Linked DNA regions of Mus musculus: regions 1, 3 and 4 are each linked to region 2. A link is a contact called in public Hi-C, HiChIP or PLAC-seq and promoter capture Hi-C data. All regions are on one chromosome and are shown on one strand. Each heading gives the region's core, a stretch centred on a gene start, on an enhancer-like site or on the middle of the called end of the contact. The rest is flanking DNA. Distances are from core to core; before and after follow the strand shown.

Region 1 (2,700 bases), core at 103-2,602, 220 kb before region 2:
TAAGCATCCTTTTTTTGACTGTTATAGTGGCTATTTAAAAGTTTTAATTTGGGAAAGTTATTTAAAGGCTTTGTGCTAATATAATGACTTCTCTTCCTTTTAAGAGCATTATTTATGTATATCTGAGAAATCACAGTCTTTCTTTTACATCCTCTTGCTGTTGGAAATCCTGTAATGAAAGATGATAACAATCTTTTGAATCTTAGAAATCAAAACTTACCACCTCTTAATATTTAAATTTTAAAAAATGATGGCTAAGGGGGCTGGAGAGATGGCTCAGTGGTTAAAAGCACCAACTGCTCTTCCAGAGATCCTGAGTTCAATTCCTAGCAACCACATGGTGGCTCACAACCATCTGTAATGAGATCTGATGCCCTCTTATGGTGTGCATGAAGATAGAGACCGTGTACTCATATACATTAAATAAATAAATTAAAAAAAAATGATGGTTAAAGGATACAGAAGGGGGGAACAAACCACACAAAGTCCAAATTCAAACACCTTACTTTTGCTGATGCAATTGTAGGCTAAAATCCTAGCAGAAAGTTCTGCCCCTGCCCCCGTGCACTGAAATAAAATGCAGTGCGCCAGCTTGTGGGAGTCATTGCTTTTCTCTGAGCCCCATGTTTGTTATCTCCACACGTGACTTCAGGAGAGCTGTCTGGGGAAGGTGGGGAACTCGTGTCTGTGCCTTTGCCTGATGAAGCATTAGTTTTTAACTTCCTCTGCCGTGATTTCATGAGCTGTGGAGAAGATAAGGATGCCGCCCATCTCACATGTAGAAAGCCTGTGTCTGTCTTGAGCAGAAGTCACATGTGCACCTTTCTCTTTCCCCAGAAAATCATGACTTACCTGTTTGATTTCCCGCATGGCCCCAAGGTATTATAGTAATTTATTATATGTCATTTTTTAAACTAATTTACTATACCTTGTATTAACTAATAATGAATCCATTTAATCCTCCTAGAAAATCCTAGTTTTAGAAGGCCTAGTGTTTAATCAGCATTGAAAGAAGTAATCCAGGACTAGAAGAATTAAAAATCTCCAGTAATCTAAATATTTACTAGATAGAAATAAAATGAATGTTTATGTAGTCTGTAGTGAATAGGATTAAAGTAAGTTTTAGAGCAGAGTTGTGTGTGTTGTGAGGAGTCATAGGTTGAGGGTGATGCTAGTTTAACAGAAACATGATGTCATGTGGACATCCTTGACAGTTTCTAGATAGTTACTGTTAAGTGTTGCACCGAGAAAGAGGCTAACTTTGGTGTTTAAGTCTTTCTGTGGTATGAGCACACTTAGACTAAAGAACAAAGCCTGCAGCTTAGTCATACACTTAAGAATTTTAATCCTTGGCTTCCATGAGTAAGCTTCAGCAAATACTAAAATTACATTGTGTAGTACCCTTCAGGCTGGCTTGAAAAGGTTAGCATCATAGTTCCATCTCAGAATGCCAAGAGTGTTAGTCGGCATAGATGCCATCTCTGGGATGAGCTGAGAGGCCAGTGGCAACCTAGAACAGTCGGTCTGAGAACAAATAGAACCTCCCCAGTTTGTCCCTTGAATTGTAGCTTTCATCTGCCTAGCTTTTCTCATACTTCATGTTTAAAAGCACTGTGAAATAAATTGCTATACTTCAGAGATAAATAATTCACACTGTGGAGTTATCAAAGCCGATCATTACTCACACTGTCAGCTCCCCAAAACCTTATTCTAAATTTCCTTGTCGTTGATGACTTCCTTAAGTCTGAGGGGTTCGTGATGTGACTGTGCTGACTCTGTCCCCAGCCCGGGAGCTCCCACCGGCCGTGGCAGTCCTACTTTGACCTGATTTTGGTGGATGCTCGGAAACCACTCTTTTTTGGAGAAGGCACAGTGCTGCGTCAGGTGGACACTGTAAGTGAGAAGGCAGTGTGTTCTAGGACATGCTCCTTCATGCTCACCTTTCCATGGCCGTAACTTCTCTCTTGAAGTTGGGAGTGTGATCTGATCTGACCTAGCCCAATAGAGTTTAAGAAGAATGGGTGCTTGGGTCAGGTGGCCTGGGAGAGAGCGTGGTCAAATGCCACAAAATTTCAGTCTTTATTCTCTCTACCCAGAAAACTGGAAAACTGAAAATTGGCACCTACACGGGCCCCCTGCAGCACGGCATTGTCTACTCAGGGGGTGAGTGAACTGTCTGTCTGTCTCCCTTTGTTCTGGGCACCTCTGCATGGTGATCTTTGGCTTCACTGTGAAAATTCTCAGCAGAGTACCACATAACAGGACCAGAAATGTCATCTTCCGAGTCATCTGCAGGGAAAGCCAGGAGGGTTAACTTTTACTGAAAAGATCCTTCTGTCCTCTGTTGAGGGTTTGTCTCAGTTCTGAAACCATTTTGGGATTTTTCTTTTCTTAAAGCCATGTAGCTGCATTTAATGTCAAGAGTCAGAAGCAGTTGAGTAGAGCCAACTTAATGTTAAATGTGTGATGAGAACTGGTCATGGTACCTTTGGTGGCTCTGAAGACAGACCCGAGCGAGGCCTCTCACATGCTGCATAAGCACTGATACTGGGGTTCTGATACTGCCTTCCTGGGGTTCTTACACGGGAGATAGAGCTTAACCTTTGTCTTTCAGAAAGGCTCCTTTCCTGTAATTATAAATGTCTTTAGCATATATGTTGCTGTGGTGCTTTGGACGCTTTCTTTAACAGAGAAACGTTT
Region 2 (2,700 bases), core at 161-2,660:
ACTCTTCCACCTTTGGTGTTGGGGCTGGCATTGCTCTCAATGACAACTTTGTAAAGGTCATTTCCTGGTAAGAAAATGAATATGGCTACAGCAACAGGGTGGTGGACCTCATGGCCTACATGGCCTTCAAGGAGTAAGAAACCCTGGACCACCCACCCCAGCAAGGACACTGAGAGCAAGAGAGAGGCCCTCGGTTGCTGAGGAGTCCCTAGCCCAACTCTGAGCATCTCCCTCACAATTTCCATCCCAGACCCCCATAATAACAGGAGGGGCCTAGGGAGCCCTCCCTACCCTCTTGAATACCATCAATAAAATTCGCTGCACAATACATATATATATATATATATATATATATATATATATATATATACGCCTAAAATGTAAACTTTTGCTGTTGATCTTGAGTGGGCCATAGTGTTTTATAGCCCAGGGTGACTTCAGACTTCCTATGAAACTGAGGCTGGCCCAACCCTCCTGTGTCTGCTGGGATTACAGCTGAGTATTGGCATTGCCGTCCCTAAAATGTACCTTTAAAAATGATTAAAGAGGCAGAGAGATGGCTCAAATGTAATAAATTTTTAAAATGACAATTAAAATGTTACTCTGTAATTTTTGTGTTTAAGATACTAGTTAGATATTTTATATGATTTTTAACTAGTGTTTTATTATTTTATAGGCATGAGTGTTTTACCTGCATGTATGTATGCAGACCGTGTGTGTTGGGGGTGCTTTCAGGGGCCAGAAGGTGCTTTCCTGGAACCAGAGGTACAGAAAGTTGTGAGCTACCATGTCAGTGCTGGGAATCTAACCTGGGTCTTCTGGAAGAGCAACGAGGCATCTTGACTGCTGAGCCATCTCTCCAGCTCTTAGTTAAAGTATTTTAAATGATGCATTTTACGTTTTATACATAGTAACATGACAAAATCATTTATTTCCAGAAAATATTAAATAGCCCATTCAAGAGAATGTACCTAGAAAGTAACCAAGCTATTTGAACAGAGACCTGCAATGGCCCTTGAGCTGATGTTCTGTGTACCTGAAAGCCTATGACTTCTGGATTCTTATCATCACTGCCTTGTGTGACCTTATGCAAACTAACCCTAAAAGACCTCTCTCTCCTCAACTATCAGATAATAAGACTGAAGTCTCTTTGACAGCTTTGGCTAGCTGCAACCTGATGACATTAATTATTAACTGTGCAGCACTTTTGACATTACAGCACGCACTCTGAAACCTTGATCTTAATCTGATAGCATTTGCCTCTGGGAGGATCCATAGCGCAGAAGCCCCAGGGAGATGACCAACTCTCTGCTCTTTAGCCAGCTCCTCCTCCAGGAGTTCGTCCTTAATCTGAGCCAGCCCTTGTGGAGGCCAAATTCCCTCTCCTCTCCCTTTTCTGGGTGAGGACTCAGGCTTGGAGACACTCCAGGATAAACTTCTGCAGGCCAAGAGATAACACGTCTTCAAGGTGACAATCAGAAACGCCTTTTAAAAGTTCTCCTTCTCTGCTGAAATTGCTGTAGCTTCTCCACTCCACAGCTGGCCATCTGCCTACACCTGGCTGCCATGTGGGAACTTGTGGGTCTCTTGCTGCTCATCCTGGCCTATTTCTTTTGGCCCAAGTCAAAGACACCTAATGCCAAGTTCCCCAGGAGCCTTCCATTCCTGCCCCTGGTGGGTAGTCTACCGTTTCTCCCCAGACGTGGTCATATGCATGCCAACTTCTTCAAGCTGCAGGAAAAGTATGGTCCCATCTATTCTCTTCGCCTGGGTACCACAACTGCAGTGATTGTCGGTCACTATCAGCTGGCCAGAGAAGTGCTCGTGAAGAAGGGGAAAGAATTCTCTGGTCGGCCCCAGATGGTAAGCAGTGCCAACCCTCCTCTTCCTCGGTCCCTGGGGTTGTACAGTTCTTATTTCTTTCAAAATCAGACTTGTGGGACTGCTCCCTCAAGACCCTACCGAACCTCTAAACTGGGAAGGAGGAATTAACGGGAAAACCCTTGAATGGCTTGTCTAGCAAGATGGTGCAGGGACCTGCAGAGCTGAGAAGCCTGTATGCCACTCACCTTCCCCTCTATGATACGATAATCATTCTAGAATATCCAGGCAAAGCCTTTAGCCCAGACCCAGAGCTAAAGTTCTCTATAAGTGTGACATTGTTGGGAAATAGGGCAGTGATTGCATCCTCCACCAGAAGATGCTTGGAGAAGCGGCTGGCATCATGGAGGGCTAGGACTGCAGTTTCTCTTATATGGCTTTGGCTCACAGATAGCTGGGGGAATATTACAGGGGGAGAGGGGACAAGGGACAGGGACATACAGTAGTATCTTGGGGCATCTGTTCTCATTTGTGCTGACTGTTGAGTAGCCATCCTACAAACACCACCTGTGCTCCCATGACCCTGTTGCAAGTGTTCCCCTGGGTACCCCGATAGAGGACGACCAGCCTCAGCTTTTAACAGGCCAAAACAAATTCCTTTTCCATGCGCTGGTCAGCCAGCGTGGCTGCCCAACTGCCAGGCTCTCTCAGGTTTGGGTTCCTCTCAGAAGCAAAGGAATAAACTGGGCCAGGTGACGGCAGCACACGCCTTTAAGGCTAGCACTTGGGAGGCAGAGGCAGAGGCAGGTAAATCTCTGGGTTTGAGGGCAGCCTGGTCTTGCCAATGCTATACGGGGAGAAGGAAGGAAGGAAGGAAGG
Region 3 (2,700 bases), core at 53-2,552, 220 kb after region 2:
AACAAAAAAAACCCCACAAGTCCTTCTGGAGCCAAGAGCAGCATGGGAGCATCCAACAGGACGCCACATCCTCCTCCTCCTCCGAGAGCTTACCCAGAAGGCAGAGGCAGAGGGAGCTAACTTGCCACAGACTCTGGGACTGCAGAGGAGGCCAGTGTCGGGCTTCACACTCGCTCCCTCTCATTAAAAGCCCAGGAAGGTTCAAGGAGAGAGGTTCTCAGGCTTGGCATGGCCTTCAGGCCAGAGCTGGGGTCTGTGTCAGTTCTGTGGTGGTGAACATACGCTGTAGTGTCTTTGGGTGGACTGTGTACATTTTCTGTTAACTATTCCATGGTTCATACTCACATACATGAGGTCAGATTCCAAGGGGCAGAGTGTACACACAGAGTATACTAGTGTGTTTGAAATGCACACAGGAAATAGCTACAAACAGGCCAATAATGCTCATATATAGTTCACCCACATTGGAAAAATTCATTTGTCAGAAAATAATCAGAGTGGGCTGCTATTTAGTTAGAGACTTGTCCTGGGGAACCTGGAAGGAAGGGAGCAAGGCAAGGGAAGGTCTCAACCTTTGCCAGACAGCCTCCGAGGCTGTGTGCCGAGGCAGATGCTCCGGCTATCCTCTTCATCCTCCGGAGGCCGGCTGAGGTCATCCCAGGCACACTTGGCACTGACGCCGCTCAGGTTAGAACCGTCTGTCTCAATGCCTTTGTCAACTCTCTCCTGCTTGAAAAGAACCAAAGAGTCAGAGTGCCTTCAGTGAACTCATGTGCCCCAAGGTTACTGACCCTGGCCCAGCCACTCCACTTCCAGTATTAGCCCTTGTAGGTGCTGAGCATGGACAGCTGCTATGAGATCAGGGTCTCATTGACCTTGTTCTGTTACAAGCATAACGGCCCCTGCCAGCCCCTGGACTCCTCTGGGAACAGGGTTAGGGGAGGCAGCAGGAATGAGCCTTGGACACTTCCTTCCCACCAACATCCAGCACAAAGGCCTTTGTGCATCTTTCAGCCCCGACAGCTGTGGCCCTCAGAGCTGATGGAGGAGACAAGACCTATTTCTCTAAGGAAAGGTGGAAGGCTTCCCCTCTTCCTGATCCTCCAACAATGATCATACATACCCCACCTCACCCCCTACAGGAGTTAGGGTAGAAGCCCGCCCTGACTTGGGAACCCATACCTGCAGTTCTTCATTATAACAGCTAGAGGGGGCCATCGCCCCAGAGCAGAAGTGCTCCCTGTGCCTCTATGCCAGCTAACTTTGGCAGAGGGCTCTGGATGGGGTTCGTTTCCATTTCCTAGGCTGCAATCGGGGTCTGAAGGGCAGTGACGGGTGCACACTTCCCCAGAGGCCTTGCCTTTGTGTAGACATTGGCACGCTTCAGTCTAAACTTTCTCCAAATGGCCTCAAGGAAGAGTTGTACTCAAAACATCGCTGGATTTTCTGGTAAAACTTAATTCTGTGGTGCTGGGCTTTGGCTCAAAGGTCATCTGGAAGACGCTAGCAACCTTGTCCATAAACAGCCATACAGGCCAAATAAGCCTCCTGTGAAAAACTCCTCAGAGCCCCCATGTCCCTGTGCCAGTCTGTCCCTCTCCAGGGCTCCTAGACAAGGGCATTGTTCTATGCCTTGGTCACAGATGGTCTCCTATCCATAAGCCACCCGTTCTTCTCTCTTCTGCTGCTTTTGCTGCCTGGATGAGGCAGGCAGGCAGCAGGCAGGACACAGCTCTAGCTGTTTCCGGCAGAGCAGAGGAGAGGGGCTGGAGCTGCTTGGGGAGAACCTGAGTTTTCTTGCCAGCAGCTGCCCTGAGACCCTCAGGGGAAGGGTCTGCTTGCTCTACTAATTCAGGGGACCAAGTTTTTTTCTGAGTATAGGAGATAAACAAGAGCCTACAGAGCCCCATGCTGTGTCCCAGCATGGCTGCAGAACAAGGCTTAGGGGATGAAGCCTCCATGGTTCTTACATAAGCAGAAGCCACACAGAAAGCAGGTTCGAAGCAGAGATACCCCTGGCATCATCGAGACCATTTCAGGGTTAAAGGTACCCAGAAAGTGGAGGAGCCTCATGTGTAAAGGAAGAGGCTGTGTGCCCCAGAACTCACAGGTTGGTAGCAAAGACCCCATAGGTCTGCAAACTACACGCCACTGTACAATTTGAAGTGCCTAGTCGCTGCCATGGCCTGCCTTACAGGCCCATGGGAGCCTTACAGAAACATGTCAAGTTCAGAGATGTCCATGGCCTGCCTCTGCTGCGAGGTGAGCAGAAGGAGCTGGGCTCTGGTGCTTCTACCCCTGCATGGTGTGCAAGAAATGCAGCAATGCTCCGGGGCTTCCAGAATGCAGCTGTGTGCCAAGCAACCATCTATTCTAAACCACAAAGTGACACTGACACTGTCCCAAGCAGTCACAGTAGTGTCAGCTGCAGACTGGCAGGGTCTAACGACTCTTCCACACATCAGAGAGTGCCAACCTACCTGGGCAGGGCTGGGGAGTGAGTTAGGAAGAATGACAGGATCATTAGACCAATCAGCATCCTGCAATGGGCTGTGGGGTCAGCATAGCCTGTGCTGCTGTCTGATACAGGGGAGGGCAGCTCCCTGAAAATGTGGTAAAATGGAGGAGTAGGGAAAGAAGCAATATTCCTTATGATTACCTTTCTTTGTTGGTGGTGATCTAACTTTAAGTTGATATGTA
Region 4 (2,700 bases), core at 128-2,627, 160 kb before region 2:
TCTTTACCATTCCTCCCACCCTTCTACTGCCTGCTTTTCCTTCAGTGTATCTAAAAATTCTCCCAAAATCATGCTTGGGATATTAAATATCCCATGTTGAAGGCATGGTCCCTGATGCAGCAGTGTGCAGAGACGGGCTTTGGGGAAGTGACTAGATCCCGAGTATGCTGACCTCACTGTTGGACCAACCCACTAGGTGACATCATAATTTGAAGATGGGTTATTGGGAGTTGGTGGAAACAAGACAGGGATCTTACTTAAAGAGTGCACAAGTGCATGCATGCTGCCCCCCTCCGCCCGCCCCGGACACACGCTTAAAAGATGGGCTCTCAAATACAGCCCTAGCTGGTTCCGAACTTACAGATTTTCCTGCCCTCTGGATAACAAGTGTTGAGTCTAAAAAAAAAAAAATCTGCATATCAGGGTTTAAATTTTTTGTATTTAATCCTCTGTGCATGTATGTATATCTCACATGTATGCACATGTATTCAAGTGCCCTCCACGTCAGAAGAGAGGGTCAGGTCCCTTGGAGCTGGAGTTACAGGTGGTCTCGAGCCACCCAATGTGAGTGTTGGAAACCAAATTCAGGTTGTCTGGATAAACAGAAAGCACTCTTAACCACTGGCAGCCCCCAGCGCCAACAGTATGTACTCTAAAGCAACATCTTGTCCTTGGCCCCTTCCTCCTGCTCTCTCTGTGCTTCCTGATGACAGTGAGGAAGCCCCAGCTATGTTCTGTCACCAGAAGCCCAGGGGAAATGGGACCAAGTATCCCCTGGCTGAGACCCCCCCCAAACCTTGAGCCATAGCAAGTCTTTCCTCCTCCAAATGATTTTACCAGTTCTGCCACAGCAGGAGCCAGCTCTATCTGCCCTGGGCATCAGACTCAGGCTGGCAGAGTTGAACAACGTAAATGCTTTTACAGCTGAGCCATCTCCTCCCACTCAATTTTTTAACTTTTTTTATTTGCCTATTATAGTATGTGGTGCATGTTCACAAGCGTGAAAGCAGGGAAGCACATGCTGTAGCATATGTGTGCGGATCAGAAGACAACCTAGAGTGTAGTCCTCGCCCCTCATCAAGGAAGCTTCCCTCTGCAACAGATAGACCACTACACAAATCATAACTGATCAAAACACAGAGTTGTGGACCCCAGTCCCAACGGATTCATCCATCCACAGCACAGCCCCTGCACGGAAGGCTCAGGGGTCACTGTGGAAGAGGGCATGAAAAGACGGTCAGTGTTAAAGCAACAGGAGGCTTGCTGTGAGACTGTATCTCCTAGAAATGTCAGAGAAGCTACACCCAGGATGTCTCATCCACATGGTTGGCTAAACAGGATCTGAACTTGAATGACTCCAAAAGACATGCTAATGTGAAAGGGGTCAAGGGCACAAGGCCTCAAACCTAGACAAAGAACTACAGACAACTAAGGAATGCTGAGAGTGGGAGAAACAGCCTTCCCAGGGAAGAGCTTACCATTGGTTAGCCAATACCAAACAGCCAGCCCTGAAAACATAGATGCAAGCAATTCTATACAGACTGAATGGGTTATATTTAATACACGTATATGCACACATGCATGTGAGTGTGCACACATATAACATGCACACACATACATATCCCCGTGTTCACCAATAGAAGCCTGGTCTAAAAAGTACTAGTACATCTATGTTATGGAAGAACTTTAACTCTTAAGGAACAAAACAGTAAGTAATAAGTGGTTATGGAAACTACCCTACTTGTAGTAAGAAAAATCTATATTATTCAGGGAATGTTCCCATCTGTGTTATTTGTACATTCTTAGAAAAACTAGGTGGGGCAGTCTCTGGATGGCCTTTCCCTCAGTCTCTGCTCCACTCTTTGTCCCAGCATTTCCTTGAGACAGGAGCAATTCTTGGTTAATAGTTTTGAGATGAGTGGGTGGCCCCATCCCTCAACTGGGGGCCCTGCCTAACCACTGGCTATGGTCTCTACAGATTCTATCTCTATCTCCCCGTTATTGGGTATTTAGGCTAATGTCATCCCCGTTGGGTCCTGGGAACCTCTTACATCCCTGTTATCTGGGACTTTCTAGTGGCTACTCCCAGTTCCCCACCCCCACTGCTACACACCTCCATTCAGTTTCATGACCCTCTGTACTTCTCCCCCAGTCTCCTCCCACACGTGATCCTGCCCCCTTCCCCCCATCTTCCTCTCTCCCTCTCAGATCTCTCCCTCCCTCCCTCTACATCCCGTAAATATTTTGTTTTCCCTTCTAAGGACTGAAGCATCCACACTTTGATCTTCCTTTTTCTTGAGCTTCATATGGTCTGTGAGTTATATCATGGGTATTCCGTGTTTTGGGGCTAATATTCAACTGCATATGTAGTAGAGGATTGCCTTATCTGGCATCAATGGGAGGGGAAGCTCTTGGTCCTGTGGAGGTCCAATGCCCCAGCGTAGGGGGATGCTAGGGCGGTGAGGCAGGAGTGGGCAGGTGGGTGGGGGAACACCCTCATTGAGGCAGGGGTAGGGGAGTATGGTAGGGGGTTTGCGGAGGGGAAACTGGGAAAGATGACACTTGAAATGTAAATAAATAAAATAACCAATTAAAAAAAAACTATAGGAAAAAGCCAATGGTATTGTGGTTTAAATTGACAAGTTGTGTCCTTCAGAGTAAGCTCCATAAGAACAACATGGAGACTTGCGCTTCTACACT

The links. Promoter capture Hi-C pulls out the DNA fragments that hold promoters and counts their contacts. Hi-C and Micro-C count contacts between places; a contact is called where the count stands out from the background. HiChIP or PLAC-seq counts read pairs in DNA pulled down with a chosen protein or histone mark.
Region 1: a contact with region 2 is called in a promoter capture Hi-C map of stem cell-derived epiblast-like cells, with 5 times the contacts expected there. The contact joins the enhancer-like site here to the promoter of Cyp17a1 in region 2. A contact is called at or near these places in 21 of 39 promoter capture datasets (3T3-L1-derived adipocytes, the C10 cell line, the HPC-7 cell line and 13 more), 1 of 15 datasets of contacts at CTCF or cohesin (the NIH/3T3 cell line), 5 of 484 Hi-C or Micro-C datasets (the G1E-ER4 cell line, embryonic stem cells, growing oocytes and 1 more), 3 of 115 datasets of contacts at active chromatin or transcription factors (cardiomyocytes, embryonic stem cells and microglia) and 2 of 9 other capture datasets (adipose tissue and liver).
Region 3: a contact with region 2 is called in a Hi-C map of liver, with 2.5 times the contacts expected there. The contact joins the enhancer-like site here to the promoter of Cyp17a1 in region 2. A contact is called at or near these places in 5 of 484 Hi-C or Micro-C datasets (B cells, Th1 cells, embryonic stem cells and 1 more) and 2 of 9 other capture datasets (adipose tissue and liver).
Region 4: an H3K27ac HiChIP or PLAC-seq map of embryonic stem cells shows a contact between it and region 2, with 14 read pairs. The contact joins the enhancer-like site here to the promoter of Cyp17a1 in region 2. A contact is called at or near these places in 9 of 39 promoter capture datasets (the C10 cell line, HPC-7-derived erythroid cells, cranial neural crest and 6 more), 1 of 15 datasets of contacts at CTCF or cohesin (the NIH/3T3 cell line), 3 of 484 Hi-C or Micro-C datasets (bone marrow-derived macrophages, differentiating embryonic stem cells and pancreatic cancer cells), 7 of 115 datasets of contacts at active chromatin or transcription factors (bone marrow-derived macrophages, embryonic fibroblasts, embryonic stem cells and 1 more) and 5 of 9 other capture datasets (adipose tissue, embryonic stem cells, liver and 2 more).

The regions. Positions count from the first base shown.
Region 1 is chr19:46,891,698-46,894,397 of GRCm38.p6, reverse strand. It overlaps Nt5c2 (5'-nucleotidase, cytosolic II), which reads left to right. Exons shown (of 18, transcript NM_029810.5): 11 at 838-879; 12 at 1,786-1,893; 13 at 2,097-2,163. Among named protein-coding and RNA genes, the nearest start is that of Nt5c2, 69 kb to the left of the region's middle. Within about 2 kb of position 1,352, at least 35 of the 459 cell types and tissues checked have an H3K27ac peak or open chromatin away from gene starts, as enhancers often do. A contact at or near this core is called in the NIH/3T3 cell line, where this site is marked.
Region 2 is chr19:46,671,710-46,674,409 of GRCm38.p6, reverse strand. Cyp17a1 (cytochrome P450, family 17, subfamily a, polypeptide 1) reads left to right here and starts at 1,410. Exons shown (of 8, transcript NM_007809.3): 1 at 1,410-1,863. The coding sequence starts at 1,567. The region is part of intron 1 of Gm41857 (predicted gene, 41857); the gene reads right to left. It also overlaps the pseudogene Gm6967. RefSeq lists a cis regulatory region at 1,170-1,269 and a promoter at 493-1,542.
Region 3 is chr19:46,451,188-46,453,887 of GRCm38.p6, reverse strand. It overlaps Sufu (SUFU negative regulator of hedgehog signaling), which reads right to left. Exons shown (of 12, transcript NM_001025391.2): 7 at 573-726. Among named protein-coding and RNA genes, the nearest start is that of Trim8, 49 kb to the left of the region's middle. Within about 2 kb of position 1,302, at least 134 of the 459 cell types and tissues checked have an H3K27ac peak or open chromatin away from gene starts, as enhancers often do. A contact at or near this core is called in B cells, adipose tissue and liver, where this site is marked.
Region 4 is chr19:46,834,963-46,837,662 of GRCm38.p6, reverse strand. The region is part of intron 1 of Cnnm2 (cyclin M2); the gene reads right to left. Among named protein-coding and RNA genes, the nearest start is that of Cnnm2, 75 kb to the right of the region's middle. Within about 2 kb of position 1,377, at least 17 of the 459 cell types and tissues checked have an H3K27ac peak or open chromatin away from gene starts, as enhancers often do. A contact at or near this core is called in bone marrow-derived macrophages, embryonic stem cells and hematopoietic stem and progenitor cells, where this site is marked.